Linked DNA regions of Pan troglodytes: region 2 is linked to region 1. The links are chromatin contacts, called in public HiChIP or PLAC-seq maps. All regions are on one chromosome and are shown on one strand. Each heading gives the region's core, a stretch centred on a gene start, on an enhancer-like site or on the middle of the called end of the contact. The rest is flanking DNA. Distances are from core to core; before and after follow the strand shown. Region 1 overlaps BORCS5 (BLOC-1 related complex subunit 5). Region 2 overlaps GPR19 (G protein-coupled receptor 19).

What was found. HiChIP or PLAC-seq counts read pairs in DNA pulled down with a chosen protein or histone mark.
Region 2: an H3K4me3 HiChIP or PLAC-seq map of stem cell-derived excitatory neurons shows a contact between it and region 1, with 3 times the contacts expected there. The contact joins two enhancer-like sites. A contact is called at or near these places in 1 of 7 Hi-C or Micro-C datasets (stem cell-derived neural progenitor cells) and 1 of 1 datasets of contacts at active chromatin or transcription factors (stem cell-derived excitatory neurons).

Annotation. Positions count from the first base shown.
Region 1 is chr10:19,532,546-19,536,874 of NHGRI_mPanTro3-v2.0_pri, forward strand. The region is part of intron 2 of BORCS5 (BLOC-1 related complex subunit 5); the gene reads left to right. Among named protein-coding and RNA genes, the nearest start is that of BORCS5, 28 kb to the left of the region's middle. Within about 2 kb of position 2,021, at least 6 of the 24 cell types and tissues checked have an H3K27ac peak or open chromatin away from gene starts, as enhancers often do. A contact at or near this core is called in stem cell-derived excitatory neurons and stem cell-derived neural progenitor cells, where this site is marked.
Region 2 is chr10:19,833,934-19,838,262 of NHGRI_mPanTro3-v2.0_pri, forward strand. GPR19 (G protein-coupled receptor 19) reads right to left here. Exons shown (of 3, transcript XM_016922989.4): 2 at 939-1,095. Among named protein-coding and RNA genes, the nearest start is that of GPR19, 24 kb to the right of the region's middle. Within about 2 kb of position 2,033, at least 16 of the 24 cell types and tissues checked have an H3K27ac peak or open chromatin away from gene starts, as enhancers often do. A contact at or near this core is called in stem cell-derived excitatory neurons and stem cell-derived neural progenitor cells, where this site is marked.

The DNA.
Region 1 (4,329 bases), core at 771-3,270:
ATTTTTTGGAGTTGTTTTCTTAGCAGTTGCTGTAGGGATTACAGTGTACATGTTAATTATCAGAGTCTACTTCAGATTAATACTAACTTAATTCTGGTAAAATATATATGCTTTGCTTCATTATAGCCTCATTCTTTCACCCTTTTTTGTGGTATTATTCTCATGTATAATATCTGTATATGTTTGAAAACCCAAAACACAGTGTCATAGTTACTGCCTTAAGGATGTTTGTCTTTTAAAGAAGTTAAGAGAAGGTGTGAATAAAAATATATTTGTAGAATCTTCTGTGTTAACTCACATATTTACAATTTTTGGTGTTCCTCAGTTCTTGGACTTCAGGTCCCCAACCGTTGTCACTTCCTTTTACCCTGAAAAGACTTTTGTTAGTATTTAATGTTACAAATTCACTAGCAGATTTTCTCAGTTTTTGTTTATCTAGGAATGTCTTTATTTTGTCTTTTTTTTGAGGGATAAATTTGATTGAAATGGAATTTTTGGTTGACAATTTTTTTCCCCCAGCACTTTATATATGCCATTCTACTCTCTTCTAGCCTCCATTGTTTCAGACGAGTTGCTTTTCTCTTGCTCATTTCAGGATTTTTTTTCCTTTAGCTTTCCATAGTTTGTGATAAGTCCAAGTTTTGATCTCTTTGTATTTATCCTACTTGGGGCCTTTGAGCTTCTTGAATGTGTGGATTAATATTTTTCATCAGATTTGGTAAGTTTGTCTCTTCTTTCCTTCTGGGATTTCCATTATGCATGTGTTGGCATGTTTGATGTTGTTGCACAGATCTCTAAGGCACTGTTTTATTTTCTTTAATCTTTTCTCTTTGTTCTTTAGCTAATTTCTATTTTCAGGTTCACTGATTCTTTTTCCTGCCATCCCCAAATTGCTATTGAGTTGCCCCAGTGAATTTTTCATTTCCATTATTATACTTTTCAACTCCAAGACTTCTATTTGGTTTCTTATCTTATTTTTAAAAATTTTATGTATGTATGTGTTTGTTTTGTAGAGACAAAGTCTCATTATGTTGCCTGGCTGGTCTCAAACTCCTGGGCTCAAGCAGTGTGCTGACCTTGGCCTCCCAAAGTGCTGGGATTACAGGTGTGAGCCACCGTGCCTGGCCTGCTTTTTAAAATATATATATAATTTTTGTCTCCTTATAGGGAATCTGAATTTGTAGATTCATTGTTATATTTTTCTTTCTTTTATTATGATTTTCTGTAGTTCTGTGAGCTTATAATTGCTTTGAAATTTTTGTCTGCTGTATCTAGTATCTTCAATACTCAGAGGCAATTTCTATTGACTGCATTTTTTTCTTGGGTACGAGTCACACTCCTGTTTCTTTGTAGGTCTTATAATTTTTTTGTTAAGAACTGGGCATTTTAGATAATATAGCAGCTGTGGATTCTGATCCTCCCAAATTGCTGTTGTTACTTTTTTGTCTGTTCATTGCTCTTTGTTTAGTAACATGTTTGTCAAACCTGTGAAATCTTTTTCCTGTGGTTTGTGGCCATTAATGTCTCTACTTTTCCACCCCACACCCTCCTTTTTAAAAGACGACAATCACTTTATTATCTCTCAGATTTCTGTGGGTCAGGGATTCTGGAAGGGCTCAGCTGGGCAGTTCTGACTTTGTTATGCAGCTGCAGTCAGTTGGTGGCTAGAGCTGAAATAACAGGGGCTGGAGCAGCTGGGGGCCGTCTGGGCAGCTCTCTTTATTTGTGTAGTCTCAGGTCCTCTCCATGTGTCTGCTTGCTTTTTAAACTTGCTTATATCTTTACATCTGCTTTCCTAGGGGTTGTCCATATGTCTGCATGGGTTAATAGTCAGTTATTGATCAGAGGTTGTACTTAACCACCTTGATCAGGAAGGCTTCTGTCATCTGTAAATGGCTCTGCGTGGCAGGGTAGCACATTCAAAGTTCAGGCCATTTTCAAATCTTATCTTTTGTTCACTGCTGAACCCTTTCACCTCTCCCCTTGGAATACACACACCCTCAGTGTCAGCTAGGAGCACGTGACTGGTTGCACCCTTTCAGGTCTCTGCTGCAAATGCATACAGCCTTAGCCAGGAATAAGCTTGCCCTGACCACGACCACAACCTCGTGTTAGTATAGCTTTTGGCACTTTCCACTTGCCCATCTCTGAGATAGTCAATTCTACTGATGACACCGCTGGATGTGGATGCTACCTATTCCAAATAAGTCAGCAGCCGCTTCCTGCTAAAGCAGGAAAGCTTCCTGTTCTCATTACCTGTCCCATTCTGGTACAACATCTGCTTCAACTGAGGCAGGAAGGTTGGGAGAAGCCTCACATCTCAATGACACAGATTCTCACTATTTTTACCCAAGTTCTTTTTTTTTTTTGAGATGGAGTCACACTCTGTCACTCAGGCTAGAGTGCGGTGGCACAATCTTGGCTCACTGCAACCTCCACCTCCCAGGTTTAAGCGATTCTTCTGCCTCAGCCTCTGAAGTAGCTGGGACTACAGGAGCACACCACCACGCCTGGCTAATTTTTGTATTTTTAGTAGAGATGGGGTTTCACCATATTGGCTAGGCTGTTCTCAAACTCCTGACCTCGTGATCCGCCTGCCTTGGCCTCCCCAAGTGTTGGGATTACAGGTGTGAGCCGCCACACTTGGCCAAGTTCATTCATTTTTAAGGCATAAATGCTTCTCAAATTTTTATATGCCGTTGGTTGATTTTCCAAACCTCAAAATGGTTTGAATTATGTTTGAATGGTATGAATTATGTTCAGCTTTATAGTTACCTTTTGCAGAGAGGATATGTTGATCTCCTCATTTGGATTTATCAAGAAGTCCCACTTGTCTGTCCATGTGCTTTTTTTTTTGGAGATGGAGTCTCACTCTGTCGCCCAGGCTGGAGTGCAGTGGCGCAGTCTTGGCTCACTGCAACCTCTGCCTCCTGAGTTCAGGCGATTCTTGTACCTCAGTCTCTTGAGTAGCTGCAATTACAGGTGTGTGCCACCATGCCTGGCTAATTTTTGTATTTTTAGTAGAGACAGCATTTCGCCATGTTGGCTAGGCTGGTCATGGACTCCTTGCCTCAAGTGATCCACCTGCCTCGGCCTCCCAAAGTGCTGGGATTACAGATGTGAGCCACTGCACCCGGCCCCCCATTTGCTTTTAATCTAGCTTTTAAAGTAGCCAGCATATAGTTGTCTTGCTGTTTTATATATGTTGAAAATCTGTCTTTTTAATGATACCTTTAACACTCTTAGATTTAGTGTAATTTCAGTGTGGTTGGGTTAAAGTCCACTGTTGCTATTTTTTTTTTATTTGTTCTAGTTCGTTCTCTTTTTTTGAGACAAAGTCTTGCTTTTTCGCCCAGGCTGTAGTGCAGTGGTATGATCTTGGCTCACTGCAACCTCTACCTCCTGGGTTCAAGCAATTCTCCTACCTCAGCCTCCCGAGTAGCTGGGACTACAGGCACGTGCCACCATGCCCGGCTAGTTTTTTGTATTTTTCATAGAGACAGGGCTCCACTATATTGGCCAGGCTGGTCTCAAACTCCTGACCTCAAGTGATCCACCTGCCTCGGCCTCCCAAAGTGCTGGAATTACAGGTGCGAGCCACCATGCCCGGCCTTTGTTCCTGTTCTTTATTCCTTCCTCCCTGCCCACCCATACCTTTTTCTGTCTGCTTTAGGATCGAGTCTTTTTATGTTCCAATATTTGTCTGCACTGTTGGGTTATTATTTTTATGTATGTATATATGTATTTTTTTTCTGGAGTGCAGTGGCACAATCATAGCTCACTGTAGCCTTGAACTCCTGGGCTCAAGTGATCCTCTAGCCTCAGCCTCCTGAATAGCTAAGACTACAGGCAGGTACCACCATGCCCAGCTAATTAAAAAAAATATTTTTTTTAGAAGTGTGGTCTTATTGTGTTGTTAAGACTGGTCTCAAACACCTGGCCTCAAGTCATCCTTTTGCCTCAGCCCCCTGAGTAGTTGGGATTGCAAGCTTGAGCTCTCATGCCTAGCAAGATTCATTATGTGGTTGTATCAATAGTTTGTTCCTTTTATTGTTTCCTTCTTATGGATATACCATAGACTGTCTATCCATTTGCCAGCTGGAGGAATCGGGGTTGTTTCCAGTATTTGGTGATTATAAGTAAAGCCAACATAAGTTTTGTGGCAGTTACAATATATGACGGAATTACTTCCCAAAGGATTTAATAAACTAATTCATAGTAAAAACAATACTATCTGAGCATTTCCATTTCATAATATCCTCTTCAACACTGGGCATTACTTAAGGATTTGTTTTCTCCAAAATGGAAGTATCTTTTATTCTGATCATG
Region 2 (4,329 bases), core at 783-3,282, 300 kb after region 1:
CAAGCAGCATAGCTCAGTGGTTAAGAGCACAGGCTTTGGGGTCAAGTTTCATAGGTCCAAGTTCTGCTTCTACTGTTTGCTAGCTGTGTGACCTTGGGAAAGTTCCCTAACTTCTCTGTGCCTCTGTTTCTTCATCTCTAAAATGTGGGTAATAAAACCTTTCTCAAAGGGTTGTTATAAGGATTCAATGACTGTTTGTGCTTAGAACAGTGCCTTGCACATTAGAAAGAACTTTCTTAAGTATTTGTTAAATAAAGACAAAATAAAATTTAAAGGGGCTCCTCTCTTTGTGCTGAAAATAGTCAAAGACATGAAAATTTGAGTTCACGGCTGATTATTTTAGCCTGTAACTTTGGTAGATTCCTTTGAGAACTTCCCCAGGGTCTTGTTGCTAGCAATTCTACAAGATGTGAAATTCTGTGGCAGTCTACTGTCCTAAATCAGAGCTGGGAACAATCACAAGCACCCCTGGTTCCAGGAACATCAGAAGGAAGATGATCGCACAGCACAAAGGAACAGCACGCCTGCCCACTTCAGCTCCCCAAGCCACTGCCTCTGGGAACATGGGCATAGAATAAGCAGCTGAAAAGGGATGAAACAGCTTTTATTGCAGTGATGATGAAACCTAGTTGGTTTCGGTAATTTTTTTCCCCTCTTTCCAGGATTCAAGGGGAAAAAATCCTTTTCATCAATGAGTGCTTTGTTTCATTAATTATCACTATACACAATTTCCATCCAATTTTTCAACTGACACATACTCTGGTGAATTTTCATTTTACAGAACTACCTAGGCATATTTTCTGGACTGGTAACAAACCTAAAGCCTCTAACTGGCATCTAAGGCAGGACAAAATCTCCAAATTGCCTGGAAAAAAAGAAGGCATTATGTCCTCTGAGCCAAATTTCAGTCGCAATACCAAGGGATCCCTATCACATACCTTCATCCGGACTTGATTTCAGAGACGTTCTCTTTAGATCTTCTTGGTCAGGAATAGCCCTTGCATAGGAGTTTGGAGAATGCCATAAACCACCAGGAAAGCCTGGAAACACATTCATTTCTGTCCTCTGCCTTCCCCTTGGCTCACAGCCTGCTTCCTGTTAGGGAGACAAGATGACGCTGTGCAGGGTAGACTGTTAAACCATCTTCCCGCCCCCAGCCCCACTCTCTTGTTGCCCCTCCCTTCTCCTTTCCAAGGCTCTGGAATGTGTCACATGGGAAATGGATCATGTGGCTGAAGGGGAGAATGTGGCCATCTTCTCCCTCCCTTCCCCCACTTTTCCTTTCAGGAGCAAAGCAGCAGAAATCTCTGTCTTGATTGGCTCAGACCAAAAATCTCCATATGAAAAGGGGAAGATTCAATCACCCAAACCTCCTTCCTTCTCTGTTTTCTTTTTTTTCTATCTGAAGATTTATCTTGACCATTCAGAGTTGCTCAGTATGGGAGATAAATGATGCTTTCTTAACCTCAACCCCTCTCTTTCTTTCTTACAGTCAGTATCCTGACCTGGCAAGGTGTTCCTTAACCTCCCCTCTGGATCCCCCTTAGCACACATATGGGACAATGGAGCGTTCAGCACCACGGACAGCATTACACCCTCTTCAAGTGCTTGTTAAAGCCATTTGTCTATTTCACTCTCAAGTAAATAAAAATATTTTTTAAAATTTCCCTGAGGTCCTGTGCCTAAACATAAACCACACCATATGTTTAGGGCTCTGACTTCCCCTACTATCAGCTTACTGTTACCTTATAAACACAAACATAATTTTCAAATTTCCTTAAACCCAAAAGACCATCCCATACCTACCTCCCTGTCTCCATCCCATCACCCATCCTCACTCTTTAAATATGGTCTTTTTTTTTTTTTGTGGGGGGGAGGGAGATTCCTGTAACATAGTTTACTGCATGCCCAAATATCTATGCTTATGGGGAAAACCACAGAAACACATAGGAATTCTGGGGTGTACAAGTCTAGATGTCATTAGCCCCATCCCTAGGCCTCAGGCAGGGCTGAACTGGAGAGGCAGGGAGGGAGCCTGCTTGGAGCTGTTTTGTGCAGGGTCTATCCTGCTTTGCTGACGTCCTAGTTGCCATGGTGCTAGGTAACTGCTGAAGAGGATGATTTCTTTTAAAACCGGTCACCATGGGAGCCTGCTGACTAAAGAAAGGAAGAGGGAGAAGGACTGAATTGCTGAGGAGGGATTTAAACAGCATTCCCAGAGCCAAATTGGATTGCTGTCAGTCCTAAATCTTGAAAGGAATCTAGGAATTAGTATGGACACTGCAATAGTTACTCTCCCCATCCTCCACTGCTTCTTTCCTTAAAAATCTAGTTAGGTGCAACTGAATGAAAATTCCAGCTTCACAGATTGACCCTGAAGTGCCATCACAGGGTGGTGGAAAGAACTCAAGAAATCGATTTCTCCTCAGGTTAGAATATCTGACTTTTGGGAAGCCATTATCTAAGTCCTAACAGCCTTAATTGGGAGATACTTTAGAGCCACACCTGACTGTCGATGCTAGGAACAATGTGTGGATTCTTTATAACACTATGGAAGAAAAGACAATTTTTTAAATGTGAGTTGTCAAATTATTTTAAATAAATACAAATTTTATTAATACTTGGATAGCATTTGGATTACTCCAAGTCAGAAATATAAACTGGCTATACATTTGTCTCATAACACTGGCATATAACTTGTTGTTTCTAACTCAGAATCCTAACCAAGGCAATTCAGAATATTTATTTTTTGAAAGACGAATGCTGACTTGCAATGTGTAGAAATGAAAACTTTGTAAGCAAAGAGGTGGCACAAGGAAGCTGGAGTATAATTTTCAAGAAACTGAAGGTCCTTCCTGGATCAACATCCTCATCGTATTTTCTACTTTTATTTTAGGAGAAGTGAGGTTAATTCTAGTTTTTCTATGTAAGACTCAGAGAAATTCAACTGTTAATTTTAACACTTGACATTTTAAGAAAATTCATTTATCAAAAAAGTTAGATATTGAAGAAATTCTTTGAGTCAGCAGGTTGGTGACTTGGATATCATCTCCTCTCTTAGTCAAGAATAATTACAACAATAAGAACAACTAATATTTAACATGTGCCAGGTGTTTACATACATTATGTCATTTAATCCTATCAACCCAACAAGATGAGTACTATTACTGGCATTTCTGTTTTACCGATGAAGAAATGGAGGCTTGGGGGAATAAGTAATGTGCCCAAAGCTGCATAGTGTGGGAGCTAGGATTTGGAACCACTGACTCAGCCTCCAGAGCAGGCATAGTGTACTATGCTATTCTGCATCATGCATAGTAGACTAGATTAAAATAACTGGTCAATTTAATGTGTTGTGACTTACTACTATGGCCCCTTGACATAAGAAATCACAAAGATTGCTTTAAATTATTTGAGACAAAAAAAATCACCAACATATTTATTCCTTCCAGGATGACTGCATGTATATATTATGGCTTAATGATATTTAAAATCATCTTGTAAGGAGTCATAACCCAAAATTTTATTAAGGATGGTCATAAAACATGTTACATAATATACTAATTCTGCTTAAAATATATTGCCAAAGTTATAATCACCAAATTTACTTTTGACATTGGAAGAAGATAAAGAAACAGTTGTCTTCCATCCAAATGCACAAAATTCCACAATACTTGTGCAACTGGGGTAATATTTTGAACATGAGTAATGTGATCTTCTCATCTGCCTGGGGAATCCATTTGCCTTGGAGATAGTGTTTTGGCACTGTTTAGATGTTACAAAAGGAATGGAAAAAAAGAAATTAATATTTGGCTTCTGAAATTCAAAATAGAAACAAGACAATAGGCTTGAAATCCAGGCTATTGTTTTGAAAGCCAGTCTCTAAATTCCTTTATTTCTGCCCTTAGCTTGTCATCAACCAAACCTGGAAGACTTTGCTCAGTGTTCTGTACTATAGACCTCTGGCTTCAGGTAAAAACTTTCCAAGGGGTCCCAAAGCATGCAGAGTCTTATGGGAACTAATTTCTAGATCCTCAGCTTCTACAAGTATGCATTCTAAAACTGCTTTTCTGAGAACTGGTGCAGTCGAGATGTCATGCTGGTTCTTGGTTCCCACTTAGCTTTTCTTCCATCTTAGCATAGATTGCCAAACCTCTCTTCCACCTTTACCTCAAATCCTGCGTTGCCTGAATTTAAAAACCTCCTGGGGACCAAACACAGGAATAACTGAAAATATTGGGGATAGTACTGAGAAAGTGAATAGCTCCAATAATTAGGTAACAAATCCTTTTAAAAATCAAGAGCTTTCCAAGTGCTTTCAACAAAATT